Regions from separate parts of the Mus musculus genome. Here region 2 is linked to region 1. The links are chromatin contacts, called in public promoter capture Hi-C maps. All regions are on one chromosome and are shown on one strand. The core of a region is the stretch at or near the end of the contact, and the rest is flanking DNA. Distances in the headings are between cores, read along the strand shown.

Region 1 (2,661 bases), core at 115-2,614:
GATTCCCAAAAGTCAAAACACTTAAATCTGTTTCTCCTGGGCCTATCTGTAGCTAGGTTATACTATACAGTCCCATATACCCCAGGAAAACGTCTATTCAGAAGTAAGAAGCCAACTGACTTCATTTACCTAATAACGATGGAAAATACTTGTATTTAATTGAGAGATGTATTACACTAGCCAAATGAGTTCAATATAATTAACCATTTGGTCATAGGACAACCAGCACTCCCTTTCCTTAAAATCATTACTAATAATTAACAGTTCCTAGCTGGACATGGTGCTGCACACCTTTAATCCCAACACCCAGGAGGCAGAGGCAGGCTGATCTCTGTGAGTTTAAGGCCAGCCTGGTCTACCAAGCTAGTTCTAGGACAGCCAGGGCTACACAAAGAAACTGTGTCTTGAATCTAAAAAAAGAAAAAAAAATGCTTAGATTCACCCAAAAAGTCAGTAAAGTTCATTCCAGAATACCCAGAGCATGTAAGATGCCAGCAGGGCAAATATGGCACAAAGGTCTTTGATGAAGTAACACACACTATAATCTCAGCATTTGGGAAGCCGAGACAAGAGTTGAAGCACAGCTAGATCCTGATACAAAGAAAGAAAACAAAACATACAGACAAACAAGAAGTCTATGTATCCAAGGGCTTCAGAGATGACTTAGTGATGTATACATACCTCTGTTAGAGTCCTGAGTTCAGTTCCCAGTACCCACACAGGCAGCTCACAACCACCTCTAACTCCTGCCTCAAGGAATCCAGCATCCTCTGAGTCTGAGTGCTCACGCACAAACACATATAGAATTCAAAAACAGAAACTACAGTTTTAAAAAGGGCATCCAAGGTAGGCCAGATAAAAGTGTATCTTTGAGAAAATCAACATGGCAAAGAGAAAAGTGTACTCTCTCCCTTAATACTAAATAATAGTATTACCAACCTTCTTTAACAAATGAACATATGCTGACTCACTCTACTGCAAGAATACTAATACTGTTCCTACCACACACACAAACCCTGGCTTCCAGTCTTGCTTTCAATCATAATAATATCTGGCTTGTGGATTTCACTAGAAGATGTAGTGTCTCGAGTATGGAAAAGCTGAGCTTCTAAAGTGTTCACCGCTCCTGCAGGGGAGGCTTTCAGACCAGATAGTACTCCTACTTACCCGGATGGTTTCAGATGCAAAGTGCCCTTCAGAAATCATCAAGTTTCCTGTCTCGTCCAGCTTCACAATGGCTCCTGAGTTAGCCTGTACTTCAGCTTCAAAGGCTTGGTGCTTCTGCAGCTTTCCCTGGTAGTGGAACACAAGTAAGCCCCAAGTGTTACCACACAACACTCCTCTTGTCCCCACACCAAAGGTCCCTTGTCCTCATTCCCATCTGCTCTAGTGAGGGAGGCAACCACTCAAATACAAAGGCTATGTATCTCTACAACCCTGGCCTGTGAGCACTTTCAACATGGCAGGTGCAAGACACTATAGAATATTTAAATTTATTGTCTATGGAAAAGCAGTTTTATCTAGAGAAACAAGACCACACTCAGTTTTCCTAGCTCTCAGTGTTTACCCTGTTTTTTTGTTTTTTGTTTTTCATTTGTTTGTTTGTTTGTTTGTTTTTGAGACAGGGTTTCTCTGTGTAGTCCTGGCTGTCCTAGAACTCACTCTGTAGACCAGGCTGTCCTGGAACTCAGAAATCCGCCTGCCTCTGCCTCCCAAGTGCTGGGATTAAAGGCGTGCACCACCACGCCTGGCTTCATGTTTACCTTGTTTAATTCAGTCATTCACATTCCACTTGCTTAAACCTTGCCTACATTTCTTTCATTCATTCATTCATTCATTCATTCATTCATTCATTCAATGTATGCAAGTACACTGTTGTTCTCTGCAGACACACCAGAAGAGGCAGGTAAATCTCTGAGTTTGAGGCTAGCCTGGTCTACATATTGAGTTTCAGGGCAGCTAGGGCAGCACAGGAAGACCCTGTATTAAAAACTAAAAATCCAGCCGGGCGTGGTGGCACATGCCTTTGATCCCAGCCCTTGGGAGGTAGAGGCAGGCGAATTTCTGAGTTTGAGGCCAGCCTGGTCTACAGAGTGAGTTCCAGGACAGCCAGGACTACACAGAGAAACCCTGCCTCAGGGTTGGTGAGATGGCTCAGTGGGTAAGAGCACCTGACTGCTCTTCCAAAGGTCTGGAGTTCAAATCCCAGCAACCACATGGTGGCTCACAACCATCTGTAACAAGATCTGACGCCCTCTTCTGGAGTGTCTGAAGACAGCTACAGTGTACTTACATATAATAAATAAATAAATCTTAAAAAAAAAAAAAAAAAAAGAAACCCTGCCTCAAACCCCCACCCACCATCCCAAAAATAGAACTATCAGTTTAAAGTAGTGGTTCTCAAGCTGTGTGGTCAGCAAAAACATCAGAAACACAGATATTCACATTATGATCCAACAATAGTAGCAAATTACAGTTATAAAATAGCAACAAAAATACTTTTATGGTTGGGAGTCACCACAACATGAGGAACTGCAGCATTAGGAAGGTTGAGAATCACGAGTTTAAAGTATACCGAAAAGAAAACCTCATGCTTGAAAGCCACTCTTACTCCGCCCCAACCCCTCATATGTTAGGGTCTTCTCAGAGCACAGAGTTGGT
Region 2 (2,661 bases), core at 89-2,588, 170 kb before region 1:
TGCTAGGATTTGAACTCAGGACCTCTGGAAGAGCAGTCAGTGCTCTTTTGTTTTGTTTTGAGACATGGTTTCTCTGTGTAGCTCTGGCTGTCCTGGAGCTGATTGGCACAAGGGCATGCACGCATATGTGCTCTCTCTCTCTCTCTCACACACACACACACACACACACACACACACACACACACACACACAATTAAACGCTAATGAATAGTAATCGGGCATGGTCATTCTTACCTGTAATCTCAGGAAGAGAGGATGGGGCAGAATAACCATGGGTTTGAGGCCCATCTAGGGTGAGGCATCAAACACACACAGGAGAGCAAAGAAGTTTACCATGGAGATCTATACCAGCTTCTCTTTATTCTTCCACTAATGGTCAATTGAATTTTTTGGTGCTTGTGAATGCTACGAATATATTCACTGTTCTGTGTGGAAAATCATTTCTCTGGGCACAATTTACTGAAGACTGTCTTTTCTTCATCATGTTCTGGCTCCTTTGTCAAAAGTCAACTGATTCCAAATGCTGGAGATGGCTCAGCAGTTAAGAGCACTGGCTGCTCTTGAAGACCCCAGCACCCACATGGCAGCTCACAACCTTCTGTAACCTGGGGATCTGATATGCCTTCCTCTGGCCTCATAGGCACCAAGCACACATACAGCAGGCAAGCACTCATACACATTTTCTGGGCAGTGGTGGTGCATGCCTTTAATTCTAGCACTCAGGAGGCAGATGAATCTCTATGGGTTTGAGGCCAGCCTGGTCCTCAGAGCAAGTTCCAGGATACCCAGGGCTACACAAAGAAATCCTGTTTAAAAAATAAAAATTCCTAAACAAACAAAGAGCCTTTAAACAGATGAATTGCAAGATTCCTACCTGTTTCTGGGCTTCCTGTTCTGTTGGTCAATGGCAAGTGGTCCCTCTCACCAGCATCGTGTTGTAATTACCGTAAGTTAGAAGTTTAAAGCTGGCCCCCAGCTTTGTCCTGTTTGCTCAGGATTATATTGGGTACCTGGGATCTTTTATGGCTCCCTAACCCATTTTCAGATTTCCCTCCTTTTCTGTGAGTTGTGTGTGCATACCTGTGTGTGTGTGTGTGTACGTGTGTCAGGGACCTGACCCACAGTCTCAGACAGGCAAAACAAACATTTTGCCACTGAGCTACACCCCAATGTCATAGAAGTTTTGTTTCAGGAAAGGCCTCAATAGGCAGTCCCAGGAAGACTGGAACTCACTACACAGAGCTGGCTGGTATCCAGCTTACCAGGATCCTTCCTCCTTGTGGAGCGCTGGATTAGAGCATGTGCCAGCACCTTTGGCCACAGTGGCATTTGGATAGGGACTACATTCACTCCTGTGATGTCTCTGACCCGGGGACGCAGAGCCGTCTTGTTCTCTGCTCCTCCTCCAGTTTCTCCCAAGCCTTTATTTACCGTGTTCAGTATTCTCGGGACTGTGGTTCCGGCTCAGTGACACAGTGCTTGCTCGATGTGTGTGTGGGCCTGGGCTCTATGACTGGCACAAAATCCCTAAACACTTTAATTTCTTCTAGGTATTGCAAGTGGCATTTATCATTTTCAGAGTTTACAGTTGGCAGAGGGAAATACTTGTGTTTTTAGCAGTGTGCTTGGTACACACCTTTAACCCCAACACCCAGGAGGCAGAGACCCTGGCCTCAGAGGCTCTACAGGATGAACAAGAGTAGCCTGAACTACATAGCAAAACTAAATAAAACATAGTATTAAATGACCTAAGGAACAATGCGCTGCCGGAAGTGCGTGAGATGGCTGGCTCAGTGGGTAAAGGTGCTCACAGCAGCCCTGAGTTTGCTGGGACCCACATGATAGCAAGAGGGAACCAATGCCAGCTAGACTCCCTCACCCGCAGGCTGCACACAAAGAAATATAATGTAAGAAGATTAATAATAATGTGTGCCCAGGCGCACCTCCTCCTTCCTAAGGCCGTCTCTGGCTGGCCGCAGCCGAACTGCAAGTGTCTTGGCAAGCATCTCCTGGTCTGTCTTAGAACACTCTAAGGGACTCTGGCTCTGTCCTTGCTCCAACTGTTTCCTCTCCTCCAAAGTCTCAAGTCCAGCCAGCACAGCACCGACACGCATGGTAAAGAGCACAGTTTATTAAGGACGACTCATCAACAGCCCTGGCCTGCTGAGCTCCCGGGAGCTGCAGGAGCTCAGGCTCGGGGTTCCCCCTTAAGAATCAAGGGCAGATCCTTCCCTCAGGCAGCGTCCAACTGCGGAGCCACCCTACCCAAGACAAAGTCTCCATGTCCTTGGCCTTCATCTCAAGGACCAAGTGGTGGGCACAGGATGCAGGTCTCCCACAGAAACAAATCAGATGCAGTGATTCCAGTAGCATGGTCCCAGGAAACGGGGCAAGGGGTGGGGTGGGGGAGGCAGGCAAGAAGGAATGAATGCATCCGCGTCCTGGGCAGCATTTGCTGCGTCCCAGTCAACAAAGGGAGCAGTACTGGGGCTGAGCTACCAGCTACCAAGTCCTAGGTCTGGGGGCGGTCAAGATGGCGGGAGTGTATATGGCCTCCCTTATACTCGGCTCTAGGGTAAAGCTGGCAGCCCTCTCAGGCAGGAACGGGGAGAGGATGTCAGGGTTAACCTTGGGGAATAAGACAATCCATATTTGAATTCT

Evidence for each region. Capture Hi-C pulls out chosen DNA fragments and counts their contacts.
Region 2: a promoter capture Hi-C map of adipose tissue shows a contact between it and region 1. The contact joins two enhancer-like sites. A contact is called at or near these places in 1 of 484 Hi-C or Micro-C datasets (hippocampal excitatory neurons) and 4 of 9 other capture datasets (adipose tissue, embryonic stem cells, liver and 1 more).

What each region holds. Positions count from the first base shown.
Region 1 is chr2:29,978,709-29,981,369 of GRCm38.p6, reverse strand. Sptan1 (spectrin alpha, non-erythrocytic 1) reads right to left here. Exons shown (of 57, transcript NM_001177667.1): 3 at 1,168-1,293. Among named protein-coding and RNA genes, the nearest start is that of Sptan1, 14 kb to the right of the region's middle. Within about 2 kb of position 1,364, at least 10 of the 459 cell types and tissues checked have an H3K27ac peak or open chromatin away from gene starts, as enhancers often do. A contact at or near this core is called in adipose tissue, where this site is marked.
Region 2 is chr2:30,151,463-30,154,123 of GRCm38.p6, reverse strand. Tbc1d13 (TBC1 domain family, member 13) reads right to left here. Exons shown (of 12, transcript NM_146252.3): 12 at 2,110-2,661. Among named protein-coding and RNA genes, the nearest start is that of Gm31080, 9.8 kb to the left of the region's middle. Within about 2 kb of position 1,338, at least 8 of the 459 cell types and tissues checked have an H3K27ac peak or open chromatin away from gene starts, as enhancers often do. A contact at or near this core is called in adipose tissue, where this site is marked.